Regions from separate parts of the Capsicum annuum genome. Here region 1 is linked to region 2. A link is a contact called in public Hi-C data. All regions are on one chromosome and are shown on one strand. Each heading gives the region's core, a stretch centred on a gene start, on an enhancer-like site or on the middle of the called end of the contact. The rest is flanking DNA. Distances are from core to core; before and after follow the strand shown.

What was found. A called contact is a pair of places that touch in the nucleus more often than the background predicts.
Region 1: a contact with region 2 is called in a Hi-C map of bud, with 1.6 times the contacts expected there. The contact joins the enhancer-like site here to the promoter of LOC124897042 in region 2. A contact is called at or near these places in 2 of 5 Hi-C or Micro-C datasets (bud and leaf).

Annotation. Positions count from the first base shown.
Region 1 is chr3:22,590,217-22,596,189 of UCD10Xv1.1, forward strand. No RefSeq gene overlaps it. Among protein-coding and RNA genes, the nearest start is that of LOC124897042, 34 kb to the left of the region's middle. Within about 2 kb of position 2,420, at least 4 of the 5 cell types and tissues checked have an H3K27ac peak or open chromatin away from gene starts, as enhancers often do. A contact at or near this core is called in bud and leaf, where this site is marked.
Region 2 is chr3:22,556,447-22,562,424 of UCD10Xv1.1, forward strand. LOC124897042 (chlorophyllase-2-like) reads right to left here and starts at 2,735. Exons shown (of 3, transcript XM_047409189.1): 1 at 2,446-2,735; 2 at 1,435-1,645; 3 at 526-1,294. The coding sequence starts at 2,703. The coding sequence ends at 783.

The sequences.
Region 1 (5,973 bases), core at 1,170-3,669, 33 kb after region 2:
ATAATAATTTAATGATGATTATTTCTAAAAAAATAAAGTGAAAAAGTGATTTTGTCTATTGCGGGTGTTTTAATAAATGGCAAAAAGTTCAAATCATTTTTCTAAAGGTGTTCACACTTTTAATATATTATAAATATAAATATAGATTATAGATAATACAATATTAATTTTAATTAATAATTGAAGAGGTGTTGAGGAGTGACAAGAACCTAACCTTACATAACTCAAAGTCTCCTAAAGTTACTTTAATTAATAATTGTTCAATAGGATAAATATCAGTTAGACCAGAATCAGGAAATGAAAATCATAGAGCTCACATTAGCTATGCCATACATGGTATTGTTACTATGGCACTAAGGGGTGGTTTGGTAAAGTGTATAATAATAATGTAAAATATGGTGTATTAGTAATGTTTGTGTTAGTTATACCTGCGTTAGTTATGTTTGTATTTTTGTTATGCAGTGTTTGGTTTGATGTATTAAAAATAATATATGTTGTATAATTTTTATAAAAAATATTTTGTATGACTAAAATATCCTCTCCACTTTCTTTCTCAAACCAACGAATTAGACTTCATTGTCCATCAATTCCTCAAACAGTTTATATCCATTCCTTTTTCATAGAAAAAGTTTGTATGACAAACTTTGATTTTGCAATTCCTTATACAGAAGATAGTTGGAACATGAGGGAATTAAACAATTTTTATGCACAACTTTAGAAAATCACCAAAAACAGTCATGATTTTACAGATTAGCATGAAAAATTAAGCAACAAAAAAATCAAAAACAATCTTCAAAAACAAAGAATTCAATTTCATATTCAAGCTCCCAATAACAGAACATTTAATTCTAGTGTAGAAGAGCAAACAATGTCTAATTATATGAAAAGAAGAAGAAGATGTGGTGAAAATTTTTCATATTTTTTCATGACAGTGTAGAGAAAGAAGAGAAGACAAAGTACAAGAACAAAGGCAAAATACAAGGAAAATGAATATTCTAGTAGAGATTTGAGGGGAAATTTAGTCATTGAATTTTTCTTTTTCATTGTTGAAAGCTGCAGCAAAGAACCGAGGAGAAATGTTTTAGCAGAGCTTTGAAGGGTAAATTTGTCATTTACTAATTAATACATGTGTTGAAATATTTGGTATTACTAATACATAGGAAATAATGAGTATTAATAACAAACACCTTAATACACAATAATGTGTATAACTAATGCAAGTATTAGTTATGTATAGTCTAAAAAATAATACCAAACATGGTATTATTAATACACAAAGAATAATGCATGTATTATATTTTTAGTACACTCTACCAAACGACCCTAAAGATGACTATACAATTGTGTTCGAAGATTTTTCCAATTTGGTGAGGCTAGAAGCATTGGTGGAACCTGAAAATAGAGGATCCAAAGGGTGCTAGAGAAAGTTGGTTTCAAGAAAGGAGGACTTTTAAGGAAGTATGGTTTTAATAAAGGTTAAATTAGAGATATGTTCATTTATAGCTACTTATCAACTGATCAAATTCTGTGAAAAATTAAAAATTATAGCTGAAAAATGGCTGCTTATCATAATCTTTAAAATTATTATAATCATTTGTATCATTATTTTTCGAAACTTTATCCGTGGAATTATACTGAGTGTGTTATCGTCATTTGTACCGTCATTTGAGGCTCCTTGCCACTCAGAATATTGTCACTTCTACTGTTCTACTGATGAATCCATGAGGGAAAATATAAATTTCTTCTTTTTTCTTTTTAGAGAAAACGACATGCTTTGGCTCAGGGGTAGAGCTGCAACTCTGCTTACGAGTTGAGCAAAACTCAATAGCTTTAGCTCATAATCAGTGCATATGCTAAAAGACTGCTTAATATGTATAAATAATTTCTTGGAAACTCAATAAGTTGTCTTTTCTAGAATACATGGCTAATAAACTAAACCTGATTTTTAGCCTAACTCATTTCAACCTAAATAAACTTTGAGATAATTGACTCGGCCAGATTCAATTCAACCCGCTCATTTGACACCCCGACTAAACATCACAATATCTTTTATTCCCCTCTATCATATACTTTCTTAAAACTCCTTTCAAGAATCCAACTTTTTCCAACACCCTTTGCTACCCTTTATTTTCCATATCAACCATAGCTTCAAGGTTTTGCAAATATGACCACTCCAAGAAAATCTTAGAAGCCACCATTTTCACTCTTGTTGTCACAATCCCTTTGCCCCAATATTTGTAAGTCAAGGCATGCAAGATATGCTCTGCATTCATCCAAATCATAATTTGGACTTACACAAATGAATCCAACAGTCTTGTTATTCATGCTGATTACTCTGAACCATAAATTGGGAGTGGCTCTATACTTGCTATATTTTAAAAATTGGTCATTTTTGGGAATGTAAGCTTCCACTGTGCAAAAACGAGTGATTTAGTGAAGGGCTGCTTTCATTTTTGGCCCGTCGGCCAAAATTAATTAGAGGTGCTAGCCCGAATATATAAAATATATTCAATGATTATGTATATGTAAGTATATTTATATTTGTATTTATATTTAAATATATTACATTTGTTGGCTAATTTATAAATTAGATCACACAGACATCGAACTGTAATTACTTTAGTTGTATTTAATTTCAGAGACTCTATCTGAAGTTTGATTTTTTCATGCTTAACTTCATGACATGCATAAACCAGACAATTGGAATATATAAATGGGCCTAGAACCATTTCAATATTTCAAATATGGGTAAGAGAAATTTGATCCATATTTGATCTTAGTAAGCTAAGTTAAGCTACACAGCTAATAGTAGGGTCATTTTATACTTTGCTCCTATCTTGTGTTGCCTTCGAACTTTGCCTCTTCTAATTTTTTTATTTTTTTGCGGAAAGTAATTTTATATTTTTGTATCATAAAATTTCACAAGCTATGTTTGGATATAACATTATATTCTAAGAAAAACTTATGTTTTACTAGACATAATTTTGATTGCTAAAGAGCAAAAATTAAAGACCAATCTATTTAAAGTACCATGTTATTACAAACTAAAACATAGATTCATCTTAGGATCAACTATTGAATTATTGAAAAATTTCCTTGATGCCACACTTATGACACAAATTTCATGATTTGTCATATCACAACTACCGAATACAGTAATTATAGGTGAAAAATAATATAGAAGTTGTTAGATGAAGTCTTGGCTCAGCCATAAGAGTTGTATATCACGGTAGTTCACCGATTTAAACTGTAAAAATAATTTTGTGTACAATACAAAACTATGATTGCATGGTCGATATTGTTTGGCCTATCTTTCGATATTGTACCTATGATTTTAGTTATCAGGTGATATATTGAACCTAATTTAATTTTAAAATTTAACTTATAATTTGAGAATTACTAAACATTATATTAAAAATACCAAATCACCATTGAAAATCCATGTGAAAAATTTCGGTAGTCCTTACACGCTTAGACCTACTAATTGAAGTATGAACAATATAACATCGAAGCTAACACTGAAAACTCAGATCTGATTTTGATATCATAATATGAAATATAGCAGTATTTTCGTGTGGCTATTTAGAATTTCACCTTTAAAATATGAGAACCCACGGTAATGGCTACTTTTCAAATATAAGGTGTAAAAAGTGATTAGTCTATATTTAAGAATTTTAAATAATTATTATATCAAATTAAACCCCCAAAACTAATACTAGTAAAAATTAGATAAAATCATATGAGGAGACTAATCACACGTTGAGAATCCATATGAGAAATTCTGACACATTTTTTCTCGATTTTTCTTTTGAAAAGAGAAAAGGTATAAAATTTTTAGAGGTGGATCAAAAATATTGGATCAATATCACACTAAGCCAAAAAATTGAGTGGACATCACATCAATTTCCCTTAATATCCATTAATAATGATAAAAATACAATAATGATGTAACAACAGAAAAGTTTATGAGAAGAAACATATGCAAATAATAATTGGTCTTTGGACAAAAAATTTAATGTGGAATAAGACCTAACTTTTGCCCTTTGTATTCTGTATTGATGCTTCTTCTATTTACATGTTTAATTGTAGTCTATGCCTCTAAGATTAGAAGCGGAGGAATGGCGTAACTAGTAAAGTTGTTGTCATGCGATCAGGAGATTACGTATTCAAGTCGTGAAAATAGCATCGGGCAGAAATGAAAGGTAAGACTGCATACAATAGACAATTATGGTACGACCTTTTCCCAAACTCCAGATATAGTTGGAGCTTTAATGCACCACACCGTCCTTTTTTATGCCTCTAAGATTATATTTTTGCTACGTAGAATTAACTTTGGTAATAGTTCAGGGATTGAAATGCTTCTTAGATTGCGGAAAACCTATATGAAAATATTAGGAAGCTCTCATCATTTTGATTGAAAAAAGTTTTAACTTTGGTGAAAGTGAAACACAATATTCAAGACAGATCTACGTTAAAAAATAGAACACTTAACTGAAAACAATGCTAGAAATAAATCAATAATACATAATAGATCCTTATGTTTCAGTCATTTCCCTTATGTCTGGATTAAATCTAGGACAAAGGTGCCAGTACATCTCGTATTCAAAAGCACTTTCTTGAGTAAAAAGAAAAAAAAAAGGAACTCTTCTAAATAAGAAGATTTTAAATATCTATCGGAAATAACTTCTATACTTCTTCGGAGGTAGCAGTATGGACTGCGTACATCTTAACCTCCAAACCTCACTTTGTGAGAATACACTAAATCTGTTATTATTGTAACCAAAACGTGTATTAAGGTTTCTTCTTAAAGAAAGTGCAAATTCAATATTGTTAGTGGCTAGAAAGATAGAAAAGATATTTGTAGGATCAATTTTTGAGAAATTTTAGGGGAGAAAATTGAGTGAAGCAGGCAGCTTTATTGTTATGAATTCACCTGAATTCAATAGATTAGATTTGAGTTTTATATTTTTATTAAAATATATAATTTATTCGAAATCTAGTAAATAAAATTATTTATGATTCAAAATCTATAGAATAAAAAAATTGACTCTGACTCTAATCACTGTGACATTTGTTTAATCGAAACTTTGATGCATGGTTCTTGCGTTTAAACAAAATCAAGATCATGAACGTTAAGATCAAATGGTATATGTATCTTTGTGATGTCATTAAATGGATAATTCCTCTCTTCGTTTTGTATAACTAGATTAGTGTACATACTTTGTACATGTATTTTGTGTTAATTAATAAAATATAAATAAAAAATAAAAATATTTTAAAATTGCAATTAGTGTCAGTTGATAGTTAACTTTAAACTAAGAAAAAAAATTCTATACTTTTGAACTTTAAAGCTTATCATTTCAATTTTATGACCATATTTAATTATAGTGGACTCTATCATTCGATAAATATGACAAATATTTGTGAGAATTGAAACTAAAAGTACAACATTTTTTTTTAAATTTTATATGAATATGATTATGGCAAAAAAAGTATTAATTTATATATATTATTTGTCAAACCTTCAATTATTAAAAACCTTAATAACATAAATAGGACGAATATGAATGAAAAAAAAATTACGAAAAAAATTTCTCCAAATGCATTCACTTTTGGTGTGAAATCTCAATCACATGTTTCACATGAATTTTCCTTCCACCTAATAAGAAAATTGAAGAATCAATCAATAATAACTTATGTAGAAAGCTTAATAAACAAAAATCAATTGTCTTGAAAAATACACCATAATAACTTATTATTGTAAACTTCACAAATAGATTAAAGTTTGAGAAAACTTATCTCAAATGAATCTAACATATCAATTAATAATTATAAAGCATAGATATAAATACATCTCAACAATTAGGGATTGTCTTCGAGAATACACCATAATAACTTATTATTATAAATTTCATAAACATACTAAAATTTTAGAAAACTTACCTCAACTCAACCTGACACACCAATTAAAAA
Region 2 (5,978 bases), core at 1,485-3,984:
TTGATAATGCTTACATTAGTAATCCTTGTATTAGTTATGTATATATTATTTCTCATACATTGTTTGGTATGATGTATAAGAAATAATACATCTTACATAATTTCTATAAAAGAAATGTTTGTTTACAAAAATACCCTTCTTTGATTTTGTATACTTTTTTGCAACAAAGTTCTTTTTCTATTTCAAACATAATTAGTATTGTTGAACTAGTATATAGAGGTTTAAGATTAATTGTAAAACCTTCGTCTTTGTGCAGAAATGTTACACCGATGGATTAACATAGTCGAAACAAAAATAAAATACAAGACGTAAAATTAAGAAATAGTTTCAACGTTTTTTAATCTTTTTAAAGACCCTCAGAGCAAAACAAAAATATGTTATAGTTATTTAAATCAATTATTCATTTTTGTAAATTAAAATAGTGGGAAATGTTTTGAAAAGATTCATTATTGTAAATTAAAATGGTGGGAAAAGAAATGGTGAAATATTTTGAGAGTGAAATTGAGGGGTATTAAGATCATTTAATAAATTAATGCATGTGTTAAAAGTCTTTGTATTACTAATACATAGTAAATAGAGTGTATTACTAATACACACTTCAATACATAATAAAATGTATAACTAATGATTGCATTAGTTATACATAGATAAAAAGAGTACCAAACAAGATACTAGTAATACAAATTAACTAATACATGTATTATATTTTACAATACACTCCCCCGGAAAGTATTAAGAGGAAATAATCTCTTATTTGTTTCATGAGTATCGATCATATGTAATTACTCCTCGATAGATATAACAGGATCAAGTTTAATCGGAGCACGAATATCAGGGGATTCAACAATATTAATTAAATCATCTTCTTGACCTTCCAAATAAGCCTTGAGAAACGCCACAAATAACCCTCCTATAGTCCTTCTTAGAGTATCCTTTGATCCCTTTCCACTTTTCATCATAATGCCCATTAAAGTTGTCATTCTATTTATATCATCCAAAATATCAGCATGGCCATAATCCTTAGCCAAAAAATAGTAACAAGGCGGCTTACTCTCATTGAAAAATTCAGAATGGTTAACCCCATTTGGTGCGCCGGGCGGACATATACCATAAGCTCGTTGATTTGATAAGCCGGTACCAATTACGGCTATGGGGACTGAAACATTGAAACTGTAAGGAATAAATTTGAGTATATTTGGAGAGCAGAAACCGGAGGACCTTGCACCAACTGGATCAATTCCGAGGAGTGCTGAGAATTTGAGAGGGGGTTGTTTTTCTTTAGTTGGAGGCGGACCTACAATTTGAAGTTTATGAGTTTCTACAGTAATTTTAAATGAATATGCAAGAAATAACTGGATTCACAATCGAATTTTATTAAAATGTTAATGCATATGTAAGGTAGAGCAAAAGCAAATAGGTTCCCGGGACCCATACCTGAAGAGCTGGATCCGTCCTTGCTGCCTGATCCGTAGGCTAAAGCTAAGGCGAATGCTGTTTTACCGCCTCTCCCGTGGCCGGAGATGCCAACTTTGAGGAGGTCCGGAAGAACTTTCTGCGGCAGGATGGAGTCGAGATTGTTAGTTGATAACCACTTTGCTATTTTTCTTGCTTTTTTCACTTCGCTGTGGGATGTCATAGGAGAAAACTGCAACATTTTTTTAAAACAAATTGATTATAAATTAGATATCAACCCAGCAGTGGAAGATCGATATAGAGAAATTAATTATAGTTTGGCCTTGATTTTTTTTAATGTTGAGTTGAAACAACAACAAATAGATCGATAGGACATATGGGCAGTGAAACTTCATATAGCCAATCGGCACTCACATATATTTGGACAATCCAATCCACACTAACTTGTCCGGTACATAGACAGGACCTGGCCTAGTTGTTGTTGAAATAACTTTTGAGATTCAAGTATCATATTAAAGGAATTACTACCAATATAGGCATTGAGATTTCAACCTCACAGATGCGTAGCAATTCTTAGAAAATGATAATCCAATTGCTTGGGACATGATATATAGCAATGAAAACTTTGGTGTGTAATTTAATTTGGTATGACCGACTTCATTTTCCAAGATGTGTGGAAGTTATACTGAGGATTAACACTATAAATGTTTTTCTTCATGACTTCTCTTAGAAATGTAATGTGAGGCTCCATAGAATAGATTTTTACATAGTGAAAATTTTAGTGCACCAGACTTTATCATATTATTTTTATGACATTCCTTTGATCAGTTACTCATTTTAACTTCATATTGATCTTTCATTGGGTTCAAAATTGATATGCAGATCATATCTATGAACCAAAGTGAGGTCAATATACTCATGAAATCAATATGAGATGTATGTATGTACGTATTTTCTTGGTTGTTGAAATCAAAAAAAAAAAGAAAAAAAAATCATGGTAAGTCCACCACTCATGTGAAGTATATGTAGTACCTGAGGAGCAACAACGATATATTGATGGGAAGAAATATGTAGGAGGAGGGACTTGTAGCAGTTGGGGTGGAGACAGAATCCATGGAAAAATAGTAAAACGGGATAGGAACCTTCTGTAGTCGGCGAAAACACTAACAATGGACATGGCAGGGAAAAGCTCTTAGCTTTGATTATCTCAACAGCTTCATCTCCTACTTCAAAATCTAACGCTATACCATCGTCACCTACCTTCGCCTTCTTTACCACCACCTTTTCCATCACCGTTCTCCTGATGCCAAGTACGTCGTCGTATATATATATATTTTAAAACAAAAAATTACAAGCTTCCAGTTCTGTTTCCTTCTGGTGAATGAGACAGAAAAGAGGAACTTTCTTGCTTCTTTCTTCTTTTCCTTGAGGGAAAAGCAAAACGTGCTTTTTTGTTTTAACGGTAGCCTAACTCAAAAACAGTGTTACTTAAAATCCGGTTTAGGCCAAGACAGATTATTTAGAGTGCAAATGAAGGAGATTGGACTGGATCACTTATGTGCAAATTTAATGTGCTCACTACTCTTCTCAAAAATTGAGTCCACACATTTGTTAATTCTTTTTGCCATGTGATCCGTGAAAGCAAAGATGGATAATTTCCTTTATAATCAGCACACTGAGCAATACTTTAAAAATAAAAAATGCAGAATGTTTTTTCTGCAGTCCGTATGATTGCATGTTATTTTTGAAAAGTTTTTGCTATCTAAATTTGTCTTTAATTTTTTGCTGCTTGTAATTTTTTTAATCACCTCGATTAATAAGTATGTCAATTGTTGTAAACAATATTGTCGCCGAACTTAATAAAAACTATGAGCTTAATGGTAATAATTATGAAATATGAAGCATGAAAATTCAATATGTTCATCAAATTGTCAATGGATCTGCTTCTTTCAACCTCTTAGACAGTGGTATTAGTTCTTTGTTGAGCTCAATCCGTCAAGGGGAAGAGAGATCGGTGAAATTGACAACTAAAAGCATGGAGTTACAATAGCATGTATATAAATGTCTTTATCTCTGCGAAGGAGTTCTGATTTGCATTCAAGTGAGGTGAAGAAGTCTCCGATTGGCCTAATTTCATGACGTTTGTGAGACTTGTAAACGTCTTGAGTGAAAACACTCAAAACTCAATTGATTCTGCAAAAATTAACATGCGTCGACAATAGAGAAAACTTTGCCTTTCATCTACCCTGTTGAATGAATACACATCCGAGCAACAACATCATTTCGAAGTGAAGAGGATGTAGATGTCGATTGGCTTTCATTTCCTTATTTGTTTTATAGATGGGAGTCCATGCATATGCATATACAAATTGAAGGTTGGCTTGATTTCATAGAAGGGACTTTGAATTGCTTATGTTTCCTTGTGAACATGGAATTGATCGATCCCTAATGAGAGTTGTCTTTTTTATTATTACAGCATAGTGTATGTGTTTTGTACGTGTATCTTGCTTGATCAATGAAAATATATTTATAAGAAAAACACATGATTGAAAGTTAGCAATTGATGTTAAAATACATGTTATATCTATTTAAATTATAAAAATAAATATTTTATCAAATGTTTAATTTTTTCTTGTATCTCAACTAATTCTTTTTTCACAATAAAAAAAAATAATTTGAAACTCAAAATTTTAATTATGCCACATAAATTAAGACAAAGAAAATCATTTCAAAAACTGTAAATCTCTATACATTAGCTTCAATTTATAGAATTATAAATGTGAAACATATGGCTTGACGTTTCAAATATCTCATCGAATATTTATTCATTTTTAGACTTTCATTCAAAGAACCTCACAATGTTTGAAACATCTAATATTGTTAAAAAAATTTAGAAAACAATGAAACTAACAAACTCACGCACAACAACGAAATATAAGATAGAGTTGCATATCTGACGTTATCTGCATATCCAAATTTAACACATAACTATAAATTTATATCTTGAATTCAACAAATAAGTTTGATCAAAGATTTAGCTACAATACTAACGAATAATATATCAAAATATAATTAAATCAAACTAAGTTACAATCAAACAAAGAAGAAAAAAATGAAAAAAGAGATAAAACCTTTGATTTTTTTTTTTTGGCTATTTTATTCAGCAACAATATGCTTGGTTCATTCAATTTTTCTTCACAATTTTCATCTGAAAAAGAAACACAAAAACTATCAAGACGGGAGAATTCCAATATTAATCAATTATTAATTATGTATAATTCATATAGAATCTTCATGGTCATTAATAAAAAGCAATCAAGAAAGATAGAAATAGAAGAAGATGCATGTTTCTTGCTAATTTTTATTCAAAATATTACTAAAATAGAATTGTAGACATTACTTTCTATGTAAGATAAAATTTTAATTAATTTAGAAGTGTTAAACACTATGATTTTGACCAACTAAATTTAAAAGTGCTAAATAATGTGTGTATACTTTAATTAAAAGGGATTCAATGAGTCAATTTTTTTTTTATATATAAAATATTAACTACATTCATGTTGAACCTATAAACAAAAATGTTGAACATGAATTATTTAAATAAATTTTATCATATATTTTAATACTTCTTAATGATCAATTAATCTTATATCTCTTACCATATATTTTAGCACTCATTAATAATTCTTCTAATACCTCTTATACTCATTAATAATTCTTCTAATACCTCTTATCATATATGTTAGGACTCTTTAAATTTAAAATCATATTTTTGTTTAATTATTATTTAAATAGAATTGCATAAATTACTTTATATGTAAGTTAAAATTTTAATTAATTTAAAAGTGTTAAATATTATGATTTTGACCAACTGAACTTAAAAGTGCTAAATAATTTGTGTATAGTTTAATTAAAAAAGGATTGAACGAGTAAAATTTTTTTTGATATAAAATAGTAACTATACTCATGGTGACCCTATAAAAAAAGTGTTTTTCATATGTTAAACATGAATTATTTAAATAAATTTTATTATATATTGTAATTCTTCTTAATTATTAATTATCTTGTATCTCTTATCATATATTTTAGGACTCTTTAATAATTCTTCTAATACCTCTTACTATATATGCTAGGACTCGTTAAATTTAAATTATTATAAAGATAATAATTAATTAATAATTTGATAAAATAAAGGTGCAAAAATGATTTTATCTTAAGCGAAGACTTTTAATGAATGACAAAAAGTTCGAATCACTTTTGTAAGGTCTTCACATTTTTAATATATTATACATATAGATTATAGATATAGGTTATAGATATCTTCACATTTTTAATATATTATAGATATAGATTATATATTTAGGTTATAGATTATAGATCTAGATTATAGATTATAGATTATAGATTATAGATTATAGATATAGACTATAGATATAGATTATAGATTATAGATAGTATCTTGTAATACCCCGAATTTTTTTCCTAGCTAATTTCGTCCCAAGAATGCCTAGTATTAGTTTCTAAAGTGAATGATGATTATTTCATGAGTAATTTTCAAGATTTTC